Regions from separate parts of the Sus scrofa genome. Here region 1 is linked to region 2. A link is a contact called in public HiChIP or PLAC-seq data. All regions are on one chromosome and are shown on one strand. Each heading gives the region's core, a stretch centred on a gene start, on an enhancer-like site or on the middle of the called end of the contact. The rest is flanking DNA. Distances are from core to core; before and after follow the strand shown.

Region 1 (6,256 bases), core at 1,079-3,578, 900 kb before region 2:
ATTAATACTTCTGGAAGGTAACTGCGTGGGGGCGAAAGGTAGCGGTCAAGTTTCTTTAGCAGCAGGAAGTAAGGGGCTACTTCGTGCCTGAATTCTGAGCGGGTTATGGCCAGATGCGAAGGCCAGGTTATTTCTGGCAATTTTACACATTCGTCAACCATCCACGGGTGATGCTGTCCGGGTGGCCAAGACTTCTGCCCTGACTTCCGGAGGATGGGGAAAATAGAATCTGAAGCCACCAGCTCTTAAATGCCCACGCAGGCACCCGGCCAGCAGGTCCAGCAGGTCCGGGGCCGGTCAGCAGTAGGGTCCCTGCTTTTCGTCCCAGGGCTTTCATTCTTTCCTCGGGCTCCATATCCCCGACCGCGGCAGCCACAGCTCCGCGCGTGTTAGGAGGCAGCTCCCCCACCCCCTGCACCTCACCTCCGCCCTGCGCCGCGCGACCGGCCCCGCCCGCGGGCACCTGGAGCGCCCGGGCAGGAGCCGGCACGCACGCTGCCCGCCCGCCCCGCCCCCCACCCGCGCATTCCCCGAATTCCTGCGGGCGGAGCCTGGGCCCGGGTGGGGGCGCGGCGCGCAGGAGCCTGCAGGGGCACCACCGCCGAGGGGGTAGCAAGATGGGGGATGCTCTCACGGCCCCACTTGGTCCCCTCCCTACGAGGCCTCCTACCGAGAAAAACCCAGGCTCTAAAGCTTGAGGAACTGGAGATCACACAGGGAGGGGGTGAATTTAGCAGGAATAGGGTGCCTGTGGTCCATCTGAAACCCAGTGGGAAGGGAATTCTTCTCTTGCCTCTTTCCTAGCCCTGAGTCTCTGCCTCCGACCTCCTGGCGCAGGCAGTTTTGGCCGTCGGGGCAGAGGGGAACCAAATGCGGTGACGGGTCCCTCCCCGTCCCTCACCACTTCTCTCACTCACCAAAGTAGTCTTCTCTGGACTCCGGCTCCCGTATCCGGGTCCGGGCAGCCTCCTGAACGAACGCACCCGGCGGCTCCTCAAGACCCGACGGCTCAATTCCCGAGGGTTCCCCGCGGGCGCCGGCTTCTCGCCCACCTGTGCCCCCTGTCAGGCGCAGCAACGCTGTTAGCTCATCCTGGTATCGGGCGCCAGCGGCGCAGTCCCCGTAGCCAGTCACCGAGTGTCGTCCGGGTTGCGCCCCTCGTCTCTCCAAGGGCCCAGCCGCTCCTACTCCAGCTCCGGCAAGAGCTCCCGGGCTGCCCAGGGCCGGGGGATATGAGTGGCGGCTTTCCTGGCAGCCGAATCCGGCCGGCCGATGAGCGCACAGTCGGTCCAGGGCAGCGTGGAGCTCGGGGTAGGCGGACGGCACCCCTCCGGAGGAATAGCCTGCCGGAACCCCAGCCAGGGGTGGGCCAAACAGGCAAGGCCCGGCAGGCAGAGGACTGCCGTGGCGCTGGTCATAGCCCATGCTGATGCCGCTGGTACGATTGCTGCAGGGTCGGCTACCTCCGGCTCCACCAGCCCCCGCCCCGTCCAGCAGCAGACTGCCCCGGGGGCTGGACGGCTTGCTCGCGTCGCTGGCTGAGCTACTGGCAAAACTGGAGCGGGGGCTTAGGGCTGGGGCCGTGGTCTCCAGCCGAAAGTCAGGGGGCAATGACTGAGGTAGAGGCAAGGCCCGGGTGGGAGGTGGCACCCCGGGAAAGGAGGCTTCGTAGCGCTGCGCCTCAAAGGAGCCGCGGGGGTTCCGCTCAGCATCCAGGGGGCCTTGCTCCCGGGCTGGCTCCAACGGCTCATCCCCAAGTCCCCCAGTAGCTCCACGGGGCCCTGATTTCCTAGGTCCCCCTAATCCGCTCTGACGCCCCTTTCCCGGCCCGGGGGTCCCATCAGACCCAGACCGGCTAGATTCACCCTTTCTGCGGCCGAACTTGGCGCTGCCGGAGTCCGAGAGTCTTAACTTCTCTAGCAGGCGACTGGCTTTCTCCCCTAATCGCTCCATGCCCTCGGGCCTGGGGACTCCAGCCCCCTCCCCGCCCGGCACCCTGCAGCGTCTCGGTGGCCGCTTCTCTCTCCCTGCGGCTGGACTCGGGTTCCCCGGGGGCACAGGATAGGCACCGGGATTTAGCGGGTGGCCTGGATGCCCCGCGCCAAGAATCCCGCAGCATCCCCCAGCGACAGGGGTTGCGTCCCCCCGCGCATCAGGGGTTAAGCAAGGCTAGAAGGGCCGACGGCCGTGGCTGTGCCTTCCGCAGGTCTATCTGTTCACGAGCCGACTCACCCGGCAGCCCCACTCTCCCCGGCCCCCGCCCCCCTCGCTCTCACACTCAGCACGGACCCAACTTCTCTCCCAAACTTTTGTCTGCCTGGCCGGATCTACTTTCCTGGAGGGGCGGGGCGCTGAGTGCGAAAGAAACAGGGGTGTCGGCGCAGGAATCTGGTGCGCCGGAGGAGGGGAGAGCGGGTGCTGGTGCCAACTGTCCTGGAACTGGAGATCCGCCGACTGACGGCTAAAAAAGGGCGAGGGGCAGTTTGGGCAATAGCTACTACACCACTCAAGAATTGGGACAGGAAAAAGTGGGGGAGGGGAGGGGAACTCTTTGTTTGTAGTTGGAATGCGCGGAGGGGCACCGTGGAATGTCGCGGCCCGGGACCCGGCGACGCGAGGCTTGTTCTGCGCAAACACCGTGACTTTGTTCCTAGTATGAGGACTGCTGGAGAGATGAGGAGGGACTGATACAGAAATAGTGAGACAGGGAGAGAAAAGAAATGTAGATACACAGAGAGGTTCAGAGCGAGGAAGCCCTTATAGAGAGGTTGTGGAAGACAGGTATGGAAAGAAAGAGAGCAGACCAAAGGGGATCGATCGCGGGTGTTGCAGAGACCGAAGGCTGAATAGGCCAAGAAAAAGACAAATTTGTGCGAATCCAGAGAGAATGAGAGACAAACAGATAAGCTGCAATGCAAAGACAACTTTCTGAATCCAAAACTCTGCAGTTGGAGGGAGGGAGTTTTAGAGTGTGTGTGTGAAAGGAGAGAGAAAAAGGCTTGGGACTAATCTCTACCTTCAGGGTAGGGCTGATAGAGGGATCGATAGACACCCCCTGGTGTTGGGAAATGAGATTTTTAGCAACTATTTCTGGTGACTGGGGATAGAAGGCCTGGTTTTTAGGGGTAGCAAAGGCCTCGCCCTTGGTTGGCCCACAGGAGATTGGTGATAAAGAGTAAGTATCAACTTAAGCGGAAGAAAAAATATGTTCTTTAGAAGAGATAGCAAGTGAAAATGATCAAGGTGGAAAAGCAAAAGAGGCCAATCCTGGCCATACTAGGAGGCTCAAGAATAAGGAAAAGAGGAAGCCCTGGCTGAAGCTGAACATACCTGATTAAATATCAGCCAATGGATTTTGCCCAGACCAGCACATCAGGGGCATGGGGTAGGGTGTGGGGGAAAATGGAGAGGGAAAATAACTCCTTTGCATTTGGATAGTAAATTAGTATGAAAATTATATGCAAACAAATCATGCATATTATTTTCACTTCAACATTCTGAACACCTTTTACAATCTTAGTGTGGCCTTAGGGAAAGGGGAAGGAAAGGAGGTTAATATCTTTGGGGAAATTAATTTGGCACAAACTGTTTGGCTTCTCTGCCCTAGCTGCATTGTCTCCCTGCCCTCATCTCTCCTGAGAATCAGCCTCTTTCCCTGGTCAGGGCTACAGCATCTCTCTGATCCAGAGGAGAGTTTACTCTTAGGGTGGAAGCAAGGAGGACTGAAAGCATTAGTAACCCAGGGGAGCTCTCAGGTTGCATCCAGAACCTGCTGTTGCGTGCCATCTTCAGAATCAGCCATAAGCTTCTCCCTCCTTTCCTGTCTCCCCATGGGGAAGGAGAACCTGGATGCTTCCTTCCAATTACCTACATTTTCTAACATTTGGGAGCTTTGCTCCTTTGGCGTTAGAATGGGAGAGTAAATCTTATGAAAAGTTGAGATGCCATTAAAGGAGGCCCATCCGGGAGCTGGTAGTGGCAGTAGTAGGCACAGTTGGGATCAAGAACTTGGGTGTTCAGGGGATGACAGGAAGCAGACACAAGTGAAAGGGGGACACTCTGATAGGGCAGGTGCCAGCAGTGCTCATGACCTCGGGGTAACCACTCTATAGGCTGAACTAGAGCCAGGAGCTCCACAGGCCCTATTCTCCCTCCCCAGGACTTTAGGCTCTATATACACAGATGACTCCTCAGTCCGTATCTCTAGCCTAGACTCTCTTGGACTTAAAAACTCAGCTGACGACTAGCACCTCTACTTGGTTGTCTCAAAGGTACACAACACCCTAAACTGACCTCACCTTCCCTGCCTCCCAAAACTGGCTCCTCCAGCATTTCCTGAGCAAATGGCGCCATTAACCACTTAGCTACTTAAGCCAGAAATCTGAATATTGACCTTATGTCCCCCTCCCTTAACCTCAAATCCTATCACCAAGGCCTATCACCAAGTCTTGTCAATTCTGCTTCCAAATTATCTTTCAAATCTGTCCTTCCCTCATCAACATCACTACACATACACACACACACACACACACACACACATGCACGCACGCACGCACGCACGCACACACGCACACACGCACACACACACACACCACCATCTCTTCTCTCCTGGACCACTGCAAAAGTCTCCCTGCTGAAGCTTTCTCCCTCCCATCCATCTCATACCCTGAGGATCATATTTCCCTGTTTAAAACCTATCAGTGATTGCTCACTGCCCTTGAATTAGAGTCTATACTTTTAAAGTATTTCACAGGGTCTCTCTACCTCTCCAGTCTCTTCTCTCAGCATCACCCCCCCCCACACACACACCTCCCCAAACAGCTCTGCAGTAGAATTGCACCTTGTCTGTGCTCCCTCTTGCCTGTGGACTTTTGTACCTGCAGTTCCCTAGGTTTGGAAAACTCTCTTGGCCTCTCCTTCCCTTCTGGTTTAAATACCACTTTAGGTATCAATTAAATTTTTTTTTGTTTTTTTTAGGGCTTCACCCTCTGCATATGGAGGTTCCCAGGCTAGGGGTCCAACTGGAGCTGTAGCCGCTGGCCTATACCACAGCCACAGCAACGCCAGATCCAAGCTACATGGCAACGCCAGATCCTTAACCCACTATGCGAGGCCAGGGACTGAACCCACATCGTCATGGATGCTAGTTGGGTTTGTTAACTGCTAGGCCATGACGGAAATTCCTTTTTTTTTCTTTTTAGGGCTGCACCCAGGGCATATGGAGGTTCCCAGGATAGATGTCAAATCAGAGCTGTAACCACTGGCCTATGTCACAGCCACAGCAATGCCAGATCCAAGCTGTGTCTGCAGCCTATACCACAGCTCATGGCAGCACTGGATCCTTAACCCACTTGAGTGAGGCCAGGGATCGAACCTGCGCCCTCATGGATACTAGTCAGATTCGTTTCCGTTGAGCCATGATGGGAACTCCCAGGTATCAATTTAAGTACCGCTCTCTCTGAGAAGCCTTCCCAGACCACCAGAGCAGGTTAGCTACCCCTGCAATACAGAGCCATGGCACCCTACACTCCCCCATCACCCTGTCACAATTTTCACTTTATTGCCTTTTTAAATGCCTGGCTTCCTGACTAGACAGTAAAACTTCTGATCAACATCTAACCCGATCAACAGTATGTCCAGAGCTCCTAGATGGTACCGTCAGACCCCTAGTAAGTAGAAGTAATAGAAAGCTGGTTTACTTCTCAATCCACCTAAAATGCACACATTTCGTATGTGAATGTGTGTGCATTCTGCATGTGCACTCTTGTGTGCGCGCGCGCACACACACACACACACACACACCACTTCTTCAAAATACAGCTTGGCTGACAGGACTAAAAAATAGCTACCAAGCCATGTATACTGCTTAGCCACATGGTGGAAAAGCAGCTGTTGGTGAGATGGGGGACCTCTTTAAGTCTTAATTTTCTCATGTGTAAGATGGGAATAATAAAAGCTTCCTTATATAATTCAATAAACAATAGCTATTACACCTAGATCCCAATTCCCAAATAGGGATGCAGCCTGTGTTCTGCTCAGAAAAATCAAGCCCATGACTGAAGTTGTCCACCAGGTGGCAGTATGACCCTGACCTGGTCCTGTGCGGCTGCCACTGCAGAACAAGACCAGCAGTTGGGCCATAGAAGGTGTGACCAGGGCTGCTTTCCCAGGGCTTTGAGTGAAACTGGGGAGGAGGGAACCAACTGAGATCAGGGTACATATGTCAAGAAGGCCTTATGTTTCTTTGACCCACCCA
Region 2 (7,259 bases), core at 3,304-5,803:
GACCTGTGTACCAAGGTAAGACCTGCCTGGCCCGACCCACCCTTACCCAATCCCGCTGCTCAGCCCTTCCTCGCTGGACAGTGGCAGCCCTGCTTCACTGCCTAGAAAGGGCATTTGATTCTGAACCCCCCATCCCTCCCCACCCACACCACACAGACAGAGAACCTACTCGGGAGCTATTTCCCCAAGAAGATTTCTGAGTTGGATGCATTTTTAAAGGTACTGGGGCTGGGCAGGGAGTAGAGTGTAAGGGCCCCAAGGGAGAGCCTGGGGGGCTATGAGAGGGAGGAGGTGAGAGCTCGCCCTGCCCCCATTCCTTCTTCCACTCTGCACCAGGAGCCAGCTCTCAATGAAGCCAACCTGAGCAATCTGAAGGCCCCATTGGACATTCCAGTGCCTGATCCGGTCAAGGAGAAAGAGAAGGAGGAAAGGAAGAAACAGCAGGAGGCAAGTTGGGAAGAGCCAGAAGGAGGGACCCAACCCTCGGGAAAATCAGGCTGAGGCCTGACTCCCAAGTGCCCCCCTCTCCCTGCAGAAGGAAGACAAAGATGAAAAGAAGAAGGGGGAAGATGAGGATAAAGGTATCATTGTGGTGGAAGGGATTTGCATCTTACCTCCCAGGAGTTCCTTCCTAAGGATGCCTCTTCCCTGCCCCTCACAGCCCCAGCCATGTGACTGACCCAGTGTCCACCTCTTAGGTCCTCCCTGTGGCCCAGTGAACTGCAATGAGAAGATCGTGGTCCTCCTGCAGCGCCTGAAGCCTGAGATCAAGGATGTCATTGAGCAGCTCAACCTGGTGAGCCCTCCTCGTTCTACTCCCAGATTTCAGATCAAACCCTTTGTCCTCCTTTGTCCATGCCAGTTAGGGCATGGCACCTGCCAGCTCTTTACAGGCGAGGGCACAACAAGTGAAGCCAGAATACCCTGGGGCTCCGAACAGACCTGACATACTTCTCCCCACTGTGGTCAGAGAAACAAAGAAGGACAGGAACCTGGGATTTGGGGCGGGGACTAATGGGGCTTTGATGCCATTCCTTCCTCCCAGGTTACCACCTGGTTGCAGCTGCAGATACCTCGGATTGAAGACGGTAATAATTTTGGAGTGGCTGTCCAGGTGAGAGTGCTACCCCACTCTCCTGCCTTCCTTCTCTCTCCAGTCCATGCTGTCTTCCACTTCCCCCCTTGCTTTCTTTCCCCAGGAGAAGGTTTTCGAGCTGATGACCGCCCTTCACACCAAACTGGAAGGCTTCCACACTCAAATCTCCAAGTGAGTGACTTGCACCCGCATGCTCTGCCTTTGGCCGGGATTGAGGCCTGGGCTCCCTCCTCCTCCCACTCCACACCCTTCTCCTTCCCACAGGTATTTCTCTGAGCGGGGCGATGCTGTGGCCAAAGCAGCTAAGCAGCCTCACGTGGTAGGTGAGGCCTAGGTCAGGGTGCATGGGAGGAGGGACACCTTTGAAGTCAGGCCTGACCCGTGTCTCCCACAGGGTGATTATCGGCAGCTAGTGCACGAGCTGGATGAGGCAGAGTACCGGGATATCCGGCTGATGGTCATGGAGATCCGCAATGCTTACGTGAGCAGGGAAGGGCAGGGGTGGGCAGGGACCGCTTTCCCAGGCCACCCACTCCCTGATGCACGCCAGGGGGGTGAAGGGTAGCAGAGCTCACAAGGCTAGAAACGGGGAACATCCACTGGGGGCCTGTGGCTGACCGCCACTCCTCCCCGGCCCTGTAGGCTGTGTTATATGACATCATCCTGAAGAACTTTGAGAAACTCAAGAAGCCTAGGGGAGAAACAAAAGGCATGATCTATTGAGAGCCTCCCCTCCTTCTGTGATGGGTCCAGCAGACCTTCCTGACTTTTACTGGGGACTCCAGGCTTTCCCCACCTTCTGCCTGTTGAGGTTTCTCCCTCACCTTGCCTCCCAGGCACAATAAATATAGTCGTACCGTTGCCCAACAGCCCAAGTCTCTTTATTGAATCCTGGGCCTCCCCTCTGGCCCTGGCTCAGGTCTTTCCACTGGTGGAACCAACCCACTGGGTGATCTGGACGTTGAGCTGCTGGTTGGTCCAGTCCTCCCGGATGTCATCAAGATGGCAGTCAAAGTCCACAAGGTGCTGGTGGGCCCGGCCCTCTAGTAAGGCTCCCACCATCTGCCGTGACTCTTCCCAGTCCCTCCACATCACTCTGAAATAATAACCCCCATGGAGGTCAAACTCAGCAGGCATTGGGGCCAGACACTTGGCAGAGGTTGGGGTCTAGAGAAGGACCCTTGGGCAGAACCAATGACAGAGGAGGCCCAGGAGCTGTGGGCTTCTAAGAAGAGGTGGAGGGAGTGGGGCACTCACAAGTTCTTGTCCTTGGGGACCCAGCGGAGACCATGGTTCTCCAGGACGATAACTGGGGGCACATGAGGCTGGGGCACCAGTTTCTGATTATCCAACTGTGTGGACAAGGAAGGGCAGGTAAGGGTTTCAAGGATCCCTCTTCCTACTACTTTCTTTCCAACTCCCCACTCTGAAACCCAAGCCTCACCATAATGAGTACTGCGTCAGGAAAGAATTCTGCAATCCGCCCAGCGATTTTCAAGGCCAGGGGCCCAGGGCTGTGTAGAGGGAAGATCAGAGTCGTGAGGAGCCTACTGTGGATAGACCCCATCCGTCAGAGCTGGGCCTCCCAGGTCCCATAGATGTGGTTGCAGCAATGGCGTTTCCCTGTAGCTGGCCTGGGGGGTATCAGGCTTACTTGATGCTTCACGCTTAACTGCCCAAAGCTTGAGTGCTGTGGAAAATAGGTGCTCGGATACTGCTGGTGAGAGTGGAAATCTAAGATAGTCTTTTCTGGAGAGTAAGTTGGTATAACCAACCAAATTTATACTGTATACTATATATATGCTGACCCAGAAATTCTACTTATTAAAGAATTTACTGTAATAATAGGACAGTGTCTATAATAACGAAAAACTGGAAACAACCTCAATGTTTAATGTAAGGCATTAAATAAATTATGGTACATCGGAGTTCCCGTCGTGGCGCAGTGGTTAACGAATCCGACTAGGAGCCATGAGGCTGTGGGTTCGATTCCTGCCCTTGCTCAGTGGGTAAAAGGATCTGGCGTTGCCGTGAGCTGTGGTGTAGGTTGCAGATGCGGCTCGGATCTCGCGTTGCTGTTGTTCTGGTGTGTAGACTGGTGACTACAGCTCCAATTCGACCCCTAGCCTGGGAACCTCCATATGCCGAGGGAGCGGCTCAAGAAAAACACAAAAAGACAAAAAAAAAAAAAAAAAAAAGTTATGGTACATCCATACTGATGCTGTATAGCTGTTACGGTAAGGTAGATAATAGTGTAATGATGGAAAGGTGTCAGATATTTATTAAGGAGGAAAAAGCAAATTACAAAACAGTATCAGTTGATCCAGATACATGAGTACTATGTAAGTAGATAACTTTTTCTACATACAGCTGACTGGTGAACAACGAAGGGGTTAGGAGCAGAGACCCTCCTGCAGTTGAAAATCTGCAGGTAACTTTATAGTGGTCCCTCCATTACAGATTCTGCATGGGTATTCAACCAACTGTTTCACCTATTAAGGTCCGCAGGCAGCTCAAACCCATCTTGTTCAATGATCAACTGTATATATAAAAAAACTTTCTTTTTTAAAAAGTTGCTGCTTGGGTTTCCTTTGTGTTTTTTCAGCACTTGTGGGGGGGGTGCATCTCAGTTAAAGCAGGTGTCAGCCTGTTCTTACTGAAACGTAGTTGTCCTCCCCACCCCCAGGGAAACATGTTTCCTTACATTTCCTCACTGCAGTACCAGCCTAGTGCCTGATGTACAGTGCCTACTCCTAAGCTTTTGATGAAGGAAAAATGGAGAGAATGACTAAGAAGGGTTCTCTTGACTCCCCCACCCCATAACCCTTAGCCTTCTGCCTCTGGCACTCACCTCTGGTCGTCCAAAGCTGCATTGGCATGGTAGTACCCTGCCACTACCAGCCCGGCCTGCGCGCCCCACACATCCACCTGCCATGGGAAAGGGACCATCAGTAACTAAATCGTACCGCCCGCCCCGTGGGTGCGCACTATTGCCAAGAGGCCAGGGATGGGCTTAGGGCTGTTAGGGGCTGGTTAGGGTGGTAGGTGGGCGTCCAGCGGCGGCACCTGGTTGAGGGCGACCTCCAGCATGACAGACAAGGCCAGGTGGCTGTGGAACAGGGGGACACAGTCGGTGAGGCACAGGCATTCTCCCGACCGCGGCGCGGGCGCCAGCAATAGCCCGTTGACAGCGGCATGCGGGTAGCGGGCGGCGTGCAGACACATCTTCACGTAGGCCCGGGCGGAGATCTCCACCTCCCCCATGGCGAGCGGGGCCCCCAGCTCTCGTCCGCGAAGCCCCCTCCAACGCCCGAGGGCCCTCTTGGGCCCTTCCCCGTGCCTCCTCACTTAGGTTCGACAGTGGCGCTGACCCAGCTCAAAGACAGCCCACCGGCTCCCGCCGATCTCAGCCTGGCGACCGGCCCCCACCTGGCCCGGAAGGCGGGCGGCCTGGATTGCATGCTGCAGCACCGAGCTCCGCCTCCCCCCGCCCCCAAGTGGCGGCCACAGAGAAGAGCTTGCCTCGGGGACACGGAACCTGCGCCTCCAAGCCTGACCAGCTTCTGGAGTCCCGCCCACGTAATGATCTTTGATAGGTTTAGAGTGTCTCGTTTTGCCCAATCACCAACCGCATCCAATCTTGCCCCGCCTTTGTCTCCGGCGGCTGAAAAAGAACCCACAACGGTAGAGAGCTTCCCTCAAGCTGATTGGCTAGGCTACCCCACTTCGGCTCCGGATTGCAGGATGACTGCGTCTGTTATCTCTGCCGCCCGCCCCTACAGGCCCAGCTGGGTGGAGCCCGCGTCCCGCGTCGGGTGTCTTTGGAACCGTGGAACTTCGAACCAATGTGAGTACACAGGGGACGCCTGACTCCTACTATAGAATGAATGGGTTTGTGCTCTAGGGCGGCTCTGCCACTAACTAATGAGCCATGTTACTTTTGCAATCACAGGTTATCGGGCCGTTGGTTTCCTCAGTGTAATATCTACAGAAATAAAAACGGCTTTGACTGCAAGCGGGGGTAAAGGTCAAAAAGATTTTTATAGACCCATCCTTCCGATAATGTCCTGTGGTATAATTTCCTTAAGCCAAAATGTTTTGGGAGCGTTTTTTTCCCCTCCCAGCTCTTGAGAAGGAACCCAAGCATAATTTTCCCCGGGGAAGCCTCATTCTCTCTTCAGGCTTGCTCTGAGCTGATGGCAAGGGTGGTTTCTTTCTTCATTCCCTGATCTCAGCCGCAGAGCTTTCCCTCTATCTGTCCAAAGTCTGATTATTCCTATAAGGTTCTGCCCAAATGCCGCCTCTTTCAGGAAGAACTCATGAGACCTTCCACATGGAAAAAATCTTGTGAAATCCCCAAATACAGATTATCTTCATGGCTGTCAGGCCATGTAACTGTTATTTAGGATAACTTCTTAAGAACAGGATGGACCTCTTAACTCATCTCTGTCTTCCTGGCACCCCTCCCTTTCCCATCATCGCATTCACATTTAGTAGCTGGACAGAGGTGACACTTTGCTTTCTTTTTTTATTCGTCTTTTTGTTCTTTTAGGACCGCACCCACGGCACATGGAGGTTCCCAGGCTAGGGGTCCAATTGGCATTGTAGCCGTCGGCCTACACCAGAGCCACTGCAATGCGGGATCTGAGCCATGTCTGCAACCTACACCACAGCTCACAGGCAACCCCGGATCCTTAACCCACTGAGCGAGGCCAGCGATTGAACTCACAACCTCATGGTTCTTAGTTGGATTCGTTAACCACTGAGCCATGACGGGAACTCCCACTTTGCTTTCTGAATAAATGACACACACCAGAGGTGATCCACACAAAGTACAGGTCATTTATTTCCCTTACAACCCTGGGCTCAGTACATTGATGGCTTTTCTTCACCCTTTGGGTTGACAATTTTCTCCAGGTTGCTGCTGATAATATGGTAAAGCTCAGCCTGGAAGAAAGCCAGAGGGCAACAGTCAGGTTCCTGGCCTTTCCTTTGCCCCCTCATCCACCTCCCTTAGGGGCTTACTCCAGACTCACATAGAAGGCCCTCAGGTCCAGCACCATGGCCCTGAGCTCCCCATGGGCTGCCTCATCTCGTTCGTGCACCAGGGCCCGGTAATCCATCTGGGATGTGGGAGGCAAAGCTGAGTCAGCCCCATGGGAGGTTGGGACATTCATCTGGTTTCCTCATATAGGGAATAGGTAACTTGAGGAATGAGCCCCTTCTCAGCACCAGGAAATGGGATCCCACAAGATCCAGCAGAGAAAGGAGGTAAAGTTTTTGAAGCCCAAGTTTGGGGCAATGGTTTTGGCTTAATATTCTCCACATTGGGAAGGTCACAGACAAAACAAGGAGGACCATTGTGCCCTCTTCCTCATCCCACCCCCAGCCAGTCTCCAATAACAGGCTGGTGGACTATCCACTCACTACATGGGTCTCCTTGGAGGCCTTGGCCACAGCATCCCCACGTTCTGAGAAGTACCTGCCGAAAGCAAGGGGAGTAACCATAGGAGTGGGTGTTCAGAGAGAGATAGTCCCTCAGACCCTTCCCAAGGCCCCCCATTATCCCGATGGGCATGTCCCGCTTTGGGAGTCCCCACAGAATGTCCTTGCAGACCCCTGTGCTGGCCCTCCAGCTGCCCTCACTTGGAAATGGTGGTCTGGAAGGCTTCTACTTTGGTCTTGACTGCATTTACCCTCTCCAGCACCTTTTCCTGTGGTGACAAAAGAGATGGGAGGCAAAGAAAACACTTCATCTTGTCCCTTTTTCACTCACTGTCTACCTCCTCCTCGCAGTTCATATCTAGTCTCTATCCCTTACTCCCCAAGACTCTTCCTGCTCTCAGCATCCTCACAGACCCTTTCTCACCTGGACTGCCACCCCAAAGTCATTTCCATCCTCAATTTTGGGGATCAGGTGCTGGATCCATGTGATCACCTACAATAAGAGCTATCATGTAAGAATCATTCAACAAAATTCTGTTCTTAGTACGGTTACTTCCTAAAAATAGCTACATTTAACTGAGTACTTATTATTTGACAGGCACTGTGCTATGTATTATATATCTCATTTAATCTTCACGGCAACCTTTCAGGCTTGTACCCATTTAAACAGATGAAAATGCTGAGTCACAGAATGTCTAAGTGACTTACTTAAGGTAAC

The links. HiChIP or PLAC-seq counts read pairs in DNA pulled down with a chosen protein or histone mark.
Region 1: an H3K27ac HiChIP or PLAC-seq map of skeletal muscle shows a contact between it and region 2, with 7 times the contacts expected there. The contact joins the promoter of AJUBA here to the promoter of EMC9 in region 2. A contact is called at or near these places in 1 of 47 Hi-C or Micro-C datasets (skeletal muscle) and 1 of 2 datasets of contacts at active chromatin or transcription factors (skeletal muscle).

What each region holds. Positions count from the first base shown.
Region 1 is chr7:76,059,081-76,065,336 of Sscrofa11.1, reverse strand. AJUBA (LIM domain-containing protein ajuba) reads right to left here and starts at 2,328. Exons shown (of 8, transcript XM_021099246.1): 1 at 918-2,328. The coding sequence starts at 1,953. It overlaps C7H14orf93, which reads right to left. Exons shown (of 7, transcript XM_021099247.1): 7 at 3,460-6,256.
Region 2 is chr7:75,156,528-75,163,786 of Sscrofa11.1, reverse strand. EMC9 (ER membrane protein complex subunit 9) reads right to left here and starts at 4,553. Exons shown (of 5, transcript XR_002345919.1): 1 at 4,445-4,553; 2 at 3,948-4,024; 3 at 2,541-2,610; 4 at 2,354-2,448; 5 at 1,870-2,192. It overlaps PSME2 (proteasome activator subunit 2), which reads right to left. Exons shown (of 11, transcript NM_214279.1): 7 at 6,966-7,034; 8 at 6,743-6,810; 9 at 6,524-6,578; 10 at 6,133-6,219; 11 at 5,921-6,043. The coding sequence ends at 5,963. It overlaps PSME1 (proteasome activator subunit 1), which reads left to right. Exons shown (of 11, transcript NM_214304.1): 2 at 1-15; 3 at 157-219; 4 at 337-447; 5 at 536-581; 6 at 699-796; 7 at 1,046-1,114; 8 at 1,200-1,267; 9 at 1,361-1,415; 10 at 1,491-1,577; 11 at 1,739-1,957. The coding sequence ends at 1,819.